Linked DNA regions of Mus musculus: region 1 is linked to region 2. Evidence: chromatin contacts called from public HiChIP or PLAC-seq data. All regions are on one chromosome and are shown on one strand. Each heading gives the region's core, a stretch centred on a gene start, on an enhancer-like site or on the middle of the called end of the contact. The rest is flanking DNA. Distances are from core to core; before and after follow the strand shown. Region 1 holds the start of Igf2r (insulin-like growth factor 2 receptor). Region 2 overlaps Igf2r (insulin-like growth factor 2 receptor).

Region 1 (7,741 bases), core at 954-3,453, 78 kb before region 2:
ACTGTTAGTAAAATATCCAATTGTTTGACTTGAGAAATTAAAGCTGTGTCTGAGTCAGATAAGTATTTGATTTTTAACCAACCCTTTATCTATTGGCTAATTTCTCTTCTGCATTCCCAACTTTCCGTTGTCTGTATTAGGGTTTGTTTGTTTGTTTGTTTTTAAATTCCCTTTGAGTCTGTTTTAACATGATCTCAGTTCTTACTTGAATAACGTAAGGGATATTTTTTTGACACATCAATTCTGTACCTGTGAGGTGGCTCTGTGCTTTAGAACTCCGCTTCACTGAATTTTTATGGCATCACTTCAAGAAGAGATAATGAAGTCTTTTTTTTTTTTCCCCTCCCCAAATTTGTGATACCAGCTGCCATGGAACACTCTGAGCAGAAGCAGCTTGGGGAGGAAAGGGTTACAATGGCTTACATGGCACGTCACAGTCCATCACTGAGAAGACAGGAACTCAGGGCAGGACTGGCTTACATTCCACGTCACAGTCCATCACTGAGAAAACTCAGGACAGGCACTCAGGGCAGGACTGAGACAGGAACTGAAACAGAGCCACTGAAGAATGCCGCTTACCAGCTTGCTCTTCCTAGCTTCTGCCCAGCTTGCTCGCTTACACAGTCCAGGATTCCCTGTCTAGGGGATGGTACTGCTCACAGTGGGCTGTACCCTTGTCGCTCAATTTTTGATCAAGAAAATGCTCCACAGACATGCCCATGGGGCCATCAACATGGAGACAACCTCAGACAGCTCTGGGCTGTGTCACATTGAGAGCTGAAGCTAACTAGGAGATGCCATCAGATCATGAATCAATGAATGGATTACTTCATTGATCAGGTCACAGTCTTCGTGATACAACCACCTCTCAATAATGCCATCACCTGGGGACACAAGACTTCACCAAAGGCTTGGTTTATGGGGTGCTCCATTTCCAAAGCCATCCAAAGAAAATGTATTTTGGGGATGATACTTTGAGTGGAAGTTTACATTCTGGTTCACAGCTAACTCTTCATTTAGCGGTTTTCTCACTGACAACACTTGCCTGCATTAGTTCTAACACTAGAGAGGACAAACATGAACTCCAGCTTCTATCAAGGGACTACTCCTGTACCCCTGACCCTCAAATGGTCCTTCTTCATCAGGAACAGGCCATCCTCTTCCATCCAGCAGGCAGCTCCTGGAGGGATGCACGTGGAGTGAAGGAATGGAATATCTGCCTAGCTAGTAAGATCAGTTGACCAATCCTGGTGTCACAGCCAGATTGTCTTCCTGCCCAGTGACCTCTTCTTGGTTTCTTGGTAATAACAGCGGACCTGGCCACATTCAGCCAGCCTGGCTGGCCAGCAAACATCGGAGATGCCCTCGTCTCTGCCTCCCCACCAAAGTTCCAGGGGTTGGGTGCTGGGGCTTGAGCTCAGACCCGCAGGCACATTACAGTCTGAGCCATTTCCTAAGGCTCATTTACTGTACTTTCACTAGGTTACCGCCTTATGTAATATGGATGCTGCATATTATCTTTACAGAATAATAAAACTTTGTAACAGAGGTGGTGGTACACGCTTCTAAACCTAGAACTCGGTAGGCTTAAGTAGAGGGATCTGAACTCCAGTATAGCCTGAGCTACATAGTAAGCAATCTCACGCTAAAAGTTTTTTTTTGTTTGTCATTTGCTTGTTACATTTTGGTTTCTCTGCACACTGCATATTAGTCCACCAGTCACCTAACTTGCTGTAGAAAGCCCTGCTTGGGAAGTCACATTTCCACAGAGCTGCTGTGAGGCTCTCCGGGGCATGAGTCGGAAACTCCCACGCGGGATTCTAGAAAGACTGACCTCTTAACCCTGCATCCACTTGCAACACTAAACATCAACCTGGGCTTTTCCACCTAACTCCATCTCGGCCACCGTACTGGTCTCGGTTGAAGAAGAGAGAGTTAGGAAGCGCTCAAGCGCAGACGCAACCTGGGTGCTGGACGGGGAAACTGAGGTCTGGCTCTGAGGCGTCACCCCTCGCCGCGCGTGAGCAACCCTGGGGTTGTCAGGCCTCGAGTAGGTACCTGGCGCTCGTGCCCGGCCCGCAACACTTCCTGTCCCGCGCGCGTGCGATGCTCATGTGACCCGGGACTGGGCGGAGAGCACCTGAACGAGGACGTCACGTGAGCAGGAGGCGGGGCGGGGGCGGGCCGACTCAGGTCACGTGACGCTCCGGGGACGGCCACGGAGCGCCTCCTCGTCGCACTCCCCCCTGGCTCCAGTTCTCTCTCCTCTTTCTCCCTCCAGCTCCCGTTGCAGCTTCGACTCCGCTGTGGTGGCGCGACCGTGTCCCAGGCGCGGCTCCAAACGGCCAGCCGCCGTGAGCCCCACGCCACACGCGATGCGGGCCGTTCAGCTGGGACCGGTGCCCTCCGGGCCGCGCGTCGCGCTCCTGCCGCCGCTCCTGCTGCTGCTGCTCCTGGCGGCCGCGGGCTCCGCGCAGGCCCAGGCCGTCGACTTGGACGCCCTGTGCAGGTGGGTGTCTTGCGTGGCGGGCGCGGAGCCCCGAGGACACGCAGACCTCCGCCCCGCCCCGCCCCCGCGGGAAAGTTGCCCGCGTGGTGGCCGCGGCGGCGCAGGAGGACGCGCCGCCGTGGCACTGGCCCCCGGAGCCCCCCGTGCCCGGCCACTTGTGGCTGTCATAAGTCGGGCGGCTTTGTGCGACTCCCGGGGCCCGGTGTGTCCGTCGGAAGTTGCAGGGGGCAGAGCTAAGGCTGGGCTTTTGTCCCGCTGCACGTTTCCATTGAAGTTCCAGCCGTGGGGCTTCGGAGGCGTCCCCTCTAGTGTGCAGTCTCCAGGGAGTGCGAACCCACGCGATGCTCTTGGAGTTGGGTAGTGGTGGTTTCAACTGCAGATTGACCCCTTCTGTGGCAACTCTCAGTTTTCCTTATTTAAAGTAGCCATTTGTCAGTGGTTGAAGCTTTTTCTTCTTTTGACAAGGGTTGAGAGGTGGTCATCTCTGTAGGCTTTCAAGACTTTACCCTTCACGTCTCTCAGTTAGCTTCCTGTGTGGTTGCTCACATGATGTCATTGTCTCCAGAGTAGATTATTCTAGTGGAGTCTTCTGCTCTGGGATCCAAGGTTGTATAATTTCCAGTCCTGTCGAAGTTTGTTGGTGTTGGACACAGACTTGTGGGCCTAGGGAACTTCCAATACCATTAGTTTGGAGACAGGCCTCCTCTGGGCTCTTTAGGGTGAAGGGAAACCAAATCTTTTCTTGTTTTAAAAACTTTGATAAGAAGGAAGCGGGAAGAGAATCTTGAAGCCAGCTTTACCCTTGACTTTCAAAAGTGACTCAGAATGAGACGGGGCTGAGCCAAACTTGATGTTTCTAATGGTAGTCCAGGCTCTTTAGTCCTTTGTATCAGAGAGTTTTGTTCTCTCACCTGGAGTTAATAATTTGTAGGACTTGTTAGTGTAAGAATGAGCTGACCAGAATTCTATTTCTCATTTTGGAGAGTATTTGGAGGGAGACACTGCTGCACTGCGGCTTATAGACCAATTAGCTGCCCAAAGATAGATTGCTGCCCCGGTAACTTCATGATATGGAGGAAGGGTGCCCCTTAAACAATAGTAGGCCCAGGGGGGAACATTTAGAACAGAAAATTTTGGATTTAGGGCTGCTGTGACCAAGAATTAACACAGCTGGTCTAGTGCTGTGGAAGTCACGGTCTTGCTAGATAACTGGAATTTGTTTCTTTTGAAGGCGTTGGTACAGGGGATCCAACCTAGGGCCCAGGCATGCTAAGCAAGTACTCTACTACAGACCTGCGGCCTTTGCCTTAGAATTCACTTTTTTTTTTTACACCATTATTTTTAAAGTGTGTGTGCGCACATGCGTGTCCATTGTGTCTGCCATGCAGAGGCCAGAAAAGGGTCTCAGAGTCCTTGGAGCTGGAGTTACAGGTTGTGAGCAGCCTGCGTGGCTGCTAAGAATTGATCCCCCCCCCCTCCAAAGGCCAACTCTCTAGCTATAGTAGGTTAATTTCTTCGAAAAAATTAAGAGAATATTTTTTTATTCTATGTGTGTGAGTATTTTGTTCGAATTTATGTCTGTTTACCACATACCTTACGGTGTCCTTGAAGAAGGCACCAGATTCCCCTGAAACTGAAGTTACAGATGGCTGTGAGGCTCCACGTGGATGCTGGGCATTGAACATGGATCCTGTGCGAAAGCAGCAAGCACTCCTAACTGCTGAGCTGTTAACTGTCTAGTCTCCTAGAGTTAAGTTTTTTTTTTTTTTTTTTTTTTTTTTTTGGTGAGGGGAAGGAGGGGAGATAGGGTTGCTCTGTGTCACCCTGGCTATTCTTGAACTCACTCTGTAGACCAGACTGGCCTTGAACCCATAAATCTGTCTGCCTGTGTGCTCCCAAGTGCCAGGATTAAAGGCGGCACTTTAATCCCACCCAGTTTAGAGTTTATATTTTAGTAGAGTAGAATTTGTCAAGGAGAACTGAGCGTCATGGAGTCTCAGAGCTGCTCACTTGTGCATGGTCATCTCATTGTCTTGAACTTGTGGTCTTTCACCTCATCTCCAGTGGAGATGCTGGTCCTTACCTTGTGGAATGAATGGCCTTTGTACTAGTCTACTGGGGCCACTGTCTCACATGGTGTGACTTTGCCAGTGCTAGAGAGGGTCTAAGGTTGTGTTAGAGGTGCCCTTCACAGCTTCTGACGTCTCTAAGGTTCTTCTTCCTCTAGCTTTCCTCAGGAGTAGTGAACTTCCCAGTCCTTCTCACCTATCCCCTGCCTGTAACTATGCTCTTTCTTAGAAACATTTTGAGTGTCTTGGAGCCTGCAGAGTGTAGTTTGTCTTGTATGGTCTGTTTAGTTTTTTTGTTCTGGGAGCTTAAACCCAGGAGCTCAAAGTCAGGGGCAAGCTAGGCAGCTGTTTTCTTCCAGAGCTGGACTCACAGCCCTTTAAGAGTCTCTGCCACAGGCTTTTAGCCTCTTCCTTGGGAATGTGGGCAGTTACTGCTAGAAAACGTCACCTGCAAGTTCCTTAGGGTTAGCGCACACACAAGGAGGTTAGCGATTCTTTCTAAATCCAGTATAATGCCCATAACGTATCAAGGGAGTATGGCGTGTTTGTCCGCCTCACCGCCTACAGACTCCATGGCTGAGATGTAAATAGCCCCCTGGGGTCTCCTGAGTGAACAGTAGACTCCTGTAGTTGGTGCCCTTGTGTTTGTTTTTGGCACCTGGTCACTTGGAGGCAGCTCCTTATGTGGTCAGGACTGTATTCCAGGGGTTGGTAAACCAACTGAAACAGGGGCTACATTTTCCCTGTTGAAAAAAAACCCAGATGGATGTGGTGTGGTTTGGTGCCCAGAGCACTACCGGAAATTATTTCTGTAAAGGTATTGGCCTGCCCAGGCATCATGGGACGTTCCTGAGCCTGGGCAGTTGGTTCTTGGACTTGTGGGAGAACAGCCTCTTTCAAGAGAGGATACTTTTCAGAGAGCAGGAGGGGAGTCCTGACCCATTTCTGGGGTGTCTGGTTGGTGTGGAGCGTTGGGATGAGCTAGGGCTCTGACCACTGGGATAGGGGTGCAGTTTCTACGGAATCTGGCTTTGGGGGAGGGGTCAAGGAACCCAAGTGGAGGGATCATTTCAGCAGCAGGTCTCAGGATATTTGCACAGTGGAGAGGCCTGCTCTGTGAACTGTATGTACAGTAGACACAGCAGAGGGGAGTATAGGTTACTGGAACAGCACGGTACACAGCCTGCTTACTCTTTGAAGAGACTGGAGAGATGTACATGCACACAGATGCAGTCACACAGATACTGGGCACCAACTGACCCTGGGTCCTCATGCATGGGAGGGAAGTGCCATCCCTTCTTTTATCTTTTGTTCTGAGACAAAGGCTTGCCAAGCCCAGACTGGTCTTGAACTTGCCATCGACCTGCCTCAGTCTCTGTTGTAGCCAGATTTCAGGAACTGCTAGACCTGGCTGATCATACATATTTGTCAAATGTCTGGAGGGAAGTGTGCTGTAGAAGAAGTTACTTGGGTCTCTCAAGATGTGGGATGCTGGTGTAAAGAAAAGGTCACTAGACTGATGAGCCTGCTGGTGGTGGCACTGGCCTGGATAAGGTCTGGTGTAGGGAACATGTGAAGGTCAGTGGGGCAGGATAAGTGAGAACAACACAGGGAGGGGGGAAGAGGCCAGGTAATGCAGGACCCTCAGAGTGGACCGCATGCACTGGTGCTCTTGGCTGGTTGTTCAGTGGTTCAGCTTACTACTTTAAACTTTGCAGAATGCCGTGTTAAGTATGTAAAATGCTTCCCACCCTTGATTTAGGTGTTCACAGTGTTTTTTGGGGAAGGCTTAACAGTTGGAACTGATTATAAAGTGCTTGGTCTGGTGGTTAACTACTTTGAAATTTATACCGGACACGTTTTCTCCAAATTGTTTGGGTATGAATACTGGAGAGTTTTTATTATATTGAGGACAAGAGAATAATGAAGCCAGCTGGGAGTTGCAGTAGGTTTAGTTGCTATCTCTAGAGATTTTTCCCCCCTTCTCCTGTAACTCTTCGCAAAGAATAATGCTTATGTGCCTAATTTGGGCCACATGTTAGCCTGGATCACCTCCGTTTGTGTACATGCATTTCCTTTAACCATAAAAGTGTGTGTTAGCCTAGGATTGTTAATTATGGTTCCAATATGGTTTTTGTTTTCTTTTTTGACAGGATATCACAATGCCCTCACTACGACCTTGAACTCCTGGTCCTCTCGCCTTTACCTTCTCTCAGTTCTTAAATCACATCTTAACCAGGCGGTGGTAGTCCATGCCCTTAATCCCAGCAGAGGCAGTTTGAGGCCAGCCTGGTCTACAGAGTGAGTCAAAACCAAAACCAAACCTAAGCAACCAATCAAACAAACCTAGCATTTTAATAAACTCCCAGGAAATGAATAGCTCCTTAGGCTTCTATCTTTTATCAGTGTTTCACGTATAGAAAGAGTTTTAGAAGCTGGTGTGACTCACGCCTTTAATCCCAGCACCTGGGAGGCAGAGGCAGGCAGATTTCTGAGTTCAAGGCCAGCCTGGTCTACAAAGTGAGTTCCAGGACAGCCAGGGCTATACAGAGAAACCCTGTCTCGAAAAAAAGAGTTTTAGAAAATGGAATTCCAAAAATAATCAGGATGTCTATTCTTTTAAACGTTTTGGGGTTGCTGGGTGTGTGATGTGGTCTTGCGTGCGTGCTAGGCAAGCAGTCTGCCACAGAGTCTATCCCCAGACCCATCTCCTCTCTTCTGAGCTTGGCACACAGCATATTGTGCTGTGCAGAGATTTCAGCAATGTCCAGAGCAATGTGCAGGGGCCCACAGTGGTCCACCACTTAGTGGGTTACTGACATTACTTTGTTATTGACATCATTCTCTTGGGCTTGTCTCAGTGAATGGGGCCTTTCTATAGTGCTGCACCTGGTGGTTTTGGGTGGCAGAAGCAGAGCTGCCTCACTGTGTGAACTGCCAATCTGGAGCCCAAGTCGGCTGTACCGTTCTGCACCCCCATCCACTGCATGCAAGAATTCTAGCTGTTCCACATTCTTGTCAACATTTGGTCTTAGCAGTTTTGAAAAGGCATCTAATCTCACCATGTTTTTGAGTCTCTTTTCTTCACTCTCCACTCCCCCCTTTTCTATAAGGTCTTGCTAGAGTAGGCTTGGCTAGCCGAGTGCTCTTCCTGCTTCAGCCT
Region 2 (6,669 bases), core at 1,360-3,859:
CAGGGCAGCAGTGTCCTGAGCAGCTGACGCTCTGTCCTTCTCAGTGTTTTCCGTCTTTAGTAGAAGCTCTTTCCCCATATGGCTCAGTATGGAGCTCAGCAGCAAGTGTACAGAGTTCCTACCCACCTGGCGGCGGCGGCTGTGGCTGTGGCTGCTGCTGCTGAGTGATGGAGAGCTATGCTCTCATTCAGAGTTCATGGCCTGTGGCACATGTGGCTGAAATACTTTTGCCCTCATGGCATTCCTGGTGTCTAGATATGCAGGATGCAGACCTGCTCTTGGATTCTGCTATGCTTGCATTTGTACTGTGTGGCAGGGGTGTATGTCTTCGCTATTCCCAGGAAAGAATATGGTGGATCTTGTCCTCACACGGTGGTTTTTAAGACTAATGTTTTTCACCAGTTGTGGTGGCTTACACCGGTAGAATGTGCTGAAGGAGGCAGAGGCAGGAGGATCACGAGATCGAGGCAAACCTGGGCTACACATTTTTTAAAAAGACTCATGTTTTTCTTGGCCACAGGGAACTCCTAAGCTGATAAGGACCAATGACTGCGACTTTGTGTTTGAGTGGGAGACTCCGATTGTCTGTCCTGACGAAGTGAAGACACAGGGTTGTGCTGTAACAGATGAGCAGCTGCTCTATAGCTTCAACCTGACCAGCCTTTCCACAAGCACTTTCAAGGTAAGCTTGCCTTCCCATAGCCTTGCCAGCCTCCAGAGGGCTAAGATGCTTTGACACAGGGCTGGACAAGAATCAGTAACCTGTGAGGCAGGCCCTGGAGTTCTGTGACACAAGTGGATAATAGGCAGAGTGACTTGAGGACATGCATTGGAACACACACCTCTGGGCCAGGGCAAGATTTCTATAGTTACTGGGAGCCACAGAGGATCACTGAGTTGCCAGACTTAGCTCAAGGTAAAGAGATGCGGTCTGCCAACCACAGAGACAAGTGGGAGAAGCAGCATCGTGCGAGCCTTTCATGCATGAGTCTGTGGGCTGGGGGCTTTCACTGAGCCTGGTGAGTGCTGAGTTCTGAACCTTTCTCAGGGCTTGCTGCCTGCAGTTCAGGGATAGTTTTCTACATGAGCGCAGTGAGTGAGGAAAGCGAGGCCCATGCGCACGTGGGCTGTCTGCTCTGCATCCCAAAGGAAGGGGGAACCTGGGACTCAGAGCAGCAGCCTCAGGCTGGAGAAAGCAGATGGTGGCTGCCTGGGCCACCAGGGAGAAGGCAAGATAGAAAAGAGACTGGCCCAGGATGACTTCTGGTGTTCTCTGGAGGTGGTCTTGGCCAGGAAAACAGCAGGGGTCATGGTCCGATTCAGTACAGGGATGTGAACTGTGGGAGCCTGTGCTCTGGTCACAGCAGTCAGTAGCCACACATTGCCATTTGTTGTCCTTGCAGGTTACTCGGGATGCCCGCACATACAGTATAGGGGTGTGCACAGCAGCAGCTGGCTTAGGCCAGGAAGGCTGCAAGGATGGCGGTGTCTGTCTGCTCTCTGGGAACAAAGGAGCTTCTTTTGGGCGCCTTGCATCGATGCAGCTGGATTACAGGCACCAAGATGAAGCAGTCATTCTGAGTTATGTGAATGGTGATCCTTGCCCTCCAGGTAACTCTTCACAGTATGGTCAAGTTCAAATTTCTTGTAAATAGATTGACTTAGCAGAAAAATACTTGAGGAATGAAGCTTCAGACCTGTGAGCACTGTACCCTGCCACATCTCCTTCCCTGGTATGAATGCCTGTGTCTGGAACATGATGCTGTCTGTTGCTTGTCTGTTTGGGTGAATCCTGTCTAGCAGGGCAGGTACACAGCTTCTTAGGGAGTCTTTGGGTGGCATCTAAGGCATGGCTGATTCATTGACGCTTGTGTATAATCCATGCCTCTTTCCTTCCAGAAACGGATGATGGCGAGCCCTGTGTCTTCCCCTTCATTTACAAAGGGAAGAGCTATGATGAATGTGTATTAGAGGGACGAGCGAAACTGTGGTGTAGCAAAACTGCAAATTATGATCGTGACCACGAGTGGGGCTTCTGCAGACAGAGTGAGTGGGTAGCTGAATTTGGGGGAGGGGAGCAGGTGTTGTTCTATGGGTGGCCAAGCTAATTAGTGATTATTATGTAAGTTTTGTTCTTGTTGGCTAAGGATGATGTTCATGGAGAGCCAAATTTGAGCACCATAGCTCCTTTGCGACTTAGGGGTGGAAAGAGAGTGGCGTGAAGGCCCACACTCTGTAGTTCTCTACATGATCGAGGACAAGCATTTGACTCATGACTAGCTCCAAGTCTTCTATGGGTGGCCCTGAAGTTTTGAGGTTGTTACAGATGCTTGGCTGATTCTTTAAATTCTTGCCATTATTAATGTGTAGGCAAGTATTGAATGCTTTCCCAGGAGGGATTTTGGTGTGGTCTGAGGAACTGAGTTTGTAAGTGGATAGATTAAGGAGTGAGACAAACTGTGGCTGGGGCTGCACTTGGGGAAACAGCCAGGAGTAATAAAGAGGTGGGAGAAGTCAAGGTTTGTGCCCCGCCCTAGGTCTGACCTTTGCACACTATTGCTCCCCAGCCAACAGCTACCGGATGTCTGCGATCATATTTACGTGTGATGAAAGTGAAGATATTGGGAGACCACAAGTGTTCAGTGAAGATCGTGGGTGTGAGGTGACATTTGAGTGGAAGACAAAAGTTGTCTGCCCTCCAAAGAAGATGGAGTGCAAGTTTGTTCAGAAGCATAAGACCTATGACTTGCGACTGCTCTCATCCCTCACGGGGTCCTGGGACTTTGTGCATGAAGGAAACTCGTGAGTATGCCACACTGCCTGTGGTCCCTCAAGTTTTCAAAGTCAGGAATATCACATAGCTGTGGGGTTTGAGGCTTTCATTGAGACACAGCCTAGATTGTCAGTGTATGGGGAGTTCTGGTGAGCACCCACAGAGACCGGAGCCCTGACAGTTGCTCAGGTTTGAGGGCAGGATAGGTTTTCTAAGACTTTTGCCAGCTCTTTTAGCACTGCCTTTGCTTTTTGAACTAATTACCCTGACTGTTCCATGTGGGGAGTGCCTGCTGTGCCAGGGACCCTGAGCCTCACAGGGTCTGCTGCAAATCAGGGCTGCTATGAATTGGGGGACTTAGGTGAGTGCCTGCTATCCCTCCATAGCCTTTTCTCCTGTCTGTACTGTGTCAGGGATGCATGGGGACATGCCACTACATGTGAGCCCGTTGAGTCAGCTACTCTGTATGGCTGCTTCACTCTCCGTTTCTTCTGCACCCCCAAGGCTATCAGGGAGTCAGTTACCTTCCAAGGTAGTGTGGAGTCCACAGGTCTGTCCAGTGTACTCGAAGTAGAACTTTCATTTGCCCTTTTTACACCCCTTTGTGTCATTCTGTAGGTACTTTATCAATCTGTGCCAAAGAGTATACAAAGGTCCCCTGGACTGCTCTGAAAGAGCCAGCATTTGCAAGAAGAGTGCCACTGGTCAAGTCCAGGTTTTGGGGCTTGTTCATACACAAAAATTGGAAGTCATAGGTAAGGCTCTGGGGTGTTTGTACTTGACTCAGTTGCTGCATCAAGATTGGCAAGGTGAGGCTGTCCCTGGTGTGATGGAGAAAGTGCCTGAGCTTTGGTGGAAACCCGGTGACTAGTTGAAGCATTTCTACCCCCTTCCTGGAACATGAAGTCCATGCTGTTTTGATACTCTGAGGCACAGGGAGCCTGTTCAAAGCACCTTCGCTGATCATGTTCCGGATGCACATTGGCTTCTCAATGTACATCTACACACATCTAAAAAAGCTATGGTCACACAGGGCGCTGTACAGATGGCTCCGTGTTCCCTTGAGCTCTTGGCTAGGAATCATGACACGATCATCAAGGGAAGGAAGGGATCGGCTGTTAGAGGACAGGCACATTTTCCCAACTAAGGGAGCACACAAGGACCAGGCTGTGTTGGGGGTTAGACATTCTACTCTGCCTCTAAGGCTAGAGTAGGATCCCGATTGCGCTGTTTGAACTACAAGGTGACATGGATATTGAAATGGAGAGGGGATTCTGAGGGAATTCCCATGGCCTTTAATAACAAACTCAATCAAGAAAGTGGCCTCCCTTTGAGAATTAAAATCTCAACACATGAACCAGCTGGGCAAACTCACATCTTAGGAATTCTCTATTCCCGAAGTTCCTGACTACTGTAGAGCTGGATGCTAGTCATATAGGTGTGGCCATGGAGGCTTAGCATTCATTCCTGAGGATCCAGGAAGCTCATGGTCTTGCTGCTTCCTTACTTATGGTGGTATGGGTTGAGTGTATGGGCCAGTAACTGCCATTGAGTATGGAGGGCACCTTTAGACAGCCGGCACTTGCCTTTGCAGTAGATTTTTAAGCCCCGATATTGTTCTGCAGTGCACTAGAAATAATGCCAACTCATTGTCTCATGTTTCAGATGAAACGGTCATTGTTACTTACTCGAAAGGCTATCCTTGTGGTGGGAATAAGACTGCATCGTCTGTAATCGAATTGACCTGTGCGAAGACTGTGGGCAGGCCTGCATTCAAGAGGTGAGCCACAGGCGAGCACACTGTGCTCTCTGCCTCCCCCATTTCCACGTGGGAGTTGGGAATGTGCACACAGAGGAGAGGGTGTCTGGGACTGGCACTGTGTGTGGCAGAAATGCCCACTGAGACTGAGGCCTTAGAGGACAGATTGTCTCCCACAGGAGGTACCCCTACTCCATCTGAGGGCTAAGGCCACCTCAGCTTTTTTAGCCTGGTTTGCCTTAAGAAACATACTCCTGAATCAGCTTTGGAGGTGCTGACGCTAGCCTGAGCAGTGCAGATCTGGCTGCTGCCCCTCATCATGGGAGAATTAAGGGGGTGCTGATTGCACCACCAACAAGCAGGTTCTGGGTGTTGCAGGCAGTTGTTGGGTGATGTTAGAGGGATTGTGGCCAACAGGGGGAGCATGTGAACTGCTGTTTTGGAAACTGCTTTGAAAGGGTCTTTAATTTCTGAGACTAAGAGACTATTTGTACAAGTCTCGGTTCAGAGCTTCCAGCTTCATATGCTAAGGCATTTTTATTGAGTTTGGTTTTTCTCTGTGGGGATGGGGGTTGAACCTAGGGCTTCGAGCAAACCAGGCAGGTGCTGTGCTCTTGAGCGGTAGTTCCAGCTGTCTTGTTGTTTGACACAGGATGACACTAACGTGTCCAGGTTGGCCTTGGATTTGTTCTGTAACTGTGACAGGAACTTGCCACCTTTTACCTCTGTCTCAGTGGCTGGAGTCACAGGTTTGTGTCCCTAGGGTGAGCAGGCACTGCATCCTCGTCTGCTTCCCACGTTGCTAATGTTATCCTCGTACTGTGCTGAAGCATAGTGACCAGGACAGTCGTCCTGGCCCAGAGCTGTCACTCACACAGTCCCCGTGGGGACCAACAGCGGTGGCTCCCAAGGACCCTTAAGAACCCGGGCGACTGCCTCTTGCAGGCCTCTCCAGCTATGTGTGTGGCAGCCTTGCTGTGTGTGGCCCCGAGGTAACCGTGTCTGCTCCCTCTCAGGTTTGACAGTGTCAGCTGCACCTACTACTTTTACTGGTACTCACGGGCTGCCTGCGCGGTGAGGCCTCAGGAGGTGACCATGGTGAACGGAACGCTCACCAACCCTGTGACCGGCAAGAGCTTCAGCCTCGGCGAGATTTATTTTAAGTAAGTGGAAGCCTGCCTGTTTGGCTGACACACACTCCGAGGGAACAAGACCGTAAGTCTTGCCCTGTAGGCATGCTGCCAGGTAGGCAGTCTAGGCTTCAGTGACAGTTGGGAAGTGACCAAGTTTGGCTTACACCAAGCAAAAGGACTGCTTCTTTGTCATTTGACACTCAGTGGTGAATTTCTTATAAAAAGCAGTTTCCCTCTGCCCTTACTGCTGGAGCCAAGAGTCTCGGGACACAGAGAGAACAAGGAACTCTGGGCTGACCAGCATGTTAGCTAAAAGTAAGGTCCATCTCTTAGCGGTGTCACGGGCTGTCTTGGGGCAAGTGCACTGCATGTGCTGTCCGCAGTGTGTGAGATAGTGCAGTCATTCCAGGAGGCGGGGCTGGGCAGGCCGATGTAGCGTTAACGGCAAGGAGTGTTAGAGAAGGGCTGGAGCATGCAGAGGAAGGAGTATGACCGCTGTGCTCTCCTCTGCCTCAGGCTCTTCAGCGCCTCTGGAGACATGAGGACCAATGGGGACAACTACCTGTATGAAATCCAGCTCTCCTCCATCACCAGCTCTTCTTACCCTGCATGCGCTGGTGCCAACATCTGCCAGGTGAAGCCCAATGACCAGCATTTCAGCAGGAAAGTAGGCACCTCTGACATGACCAAGTACTACGTCCAAGGTAACTCGCAGTTTCCTGTTAGTGGTTCCGGGTACAGCTTTTCACAGGGAGAGCTTCCCGTGCTCATCCACACACCCACGGCATGGCTGTCTCACACACCCACGGCATGGCGGTCTCACACACCCACGGCATGGCGGTCTCACACACCCACGGCATGGCTGTCTCACACACCCACGGCATGGCTGTCTCACACACCCACGCATGGTGAGCTCACACACCCATGGCGTGACAAGCTCACACACCCACAGCATGGCGGTCTCACACACCCATGGCGTGGCGAGCTCAGACACCCATGGCGTG

The links. HiChIP or PLAC-seq counts read pairs in DNA pulled down with a chosen protein or histone mark.
Region 1: an H3K4me3 HiChIP or PLAC-seq map of intestinal villus epithelium shows a contact between it and region 2, with 5 read pairs. The contact joins the promoter of Igf2r here to the enhancer-like site in region 2. A contact is called at or near these places in 17 of 39 promoter capture datasets (the 3T3-L1 cell line, 3T3-L1-derived adipocytes, the HPC-7 cell line and 12 more), 3 of 484 Hi-C or Micro-C datasets (natural killer cells, nephron progenitors and trophoblast stem cells), 4 of 115 datasets of contacts at active chromatin or transcription factors (CD8 T cells, embryonic stem cells, intestinal villus epithelium and 1 more) and 2 of 9 other capture datasets (adipose tissue and liver).

The regions. Positions count from the first base shown.
Region 1 is chr17:12,764,168-12,771,908 of GRCm38.p6, reverse strand. Igf2r (insulin-like growth factor 2 receptor) reads left to right here and starts at 2,203. Exons shown (of 48, transcript NM_010515.2): 1 at 2,203-2,509. The coding sequence starts at 2,376. All of the region lies in intron 1 of Airn (antisense Igf2r RNA), which reads right to left.
Region 2 is chr17:12,688,016-12,694,684 of GRCm38.p6, reverse strand. Igf2r (insulin-like growth factor 2 receptor) reads left to right here. Exons shown (of 48, transcript NM_010515.2): 37 at 521-682; 38 at 1,404-1,611; 39 at 1,900-2,046; 40 at 2,568-2,802; 41 at 3,392-3,528; 42 at 4,439-4,553; 43 at 5,549-5,695; 44 at 6,182-6,369. Among named protein-coding and RNA genes, the nearest start is that of Slc22a1, 16 kb to the right of the region's middle. Within about 2 kb of position 2,609, at least 29 of the 459 cell types and tissues checked have an H3K27ac peak or open chromatin away from gene starts, as enhancers often do. A contact at or near this core is called in CD8 T cells, intestinal villus epithelium and thymic regulatory T cells, where this site is marked.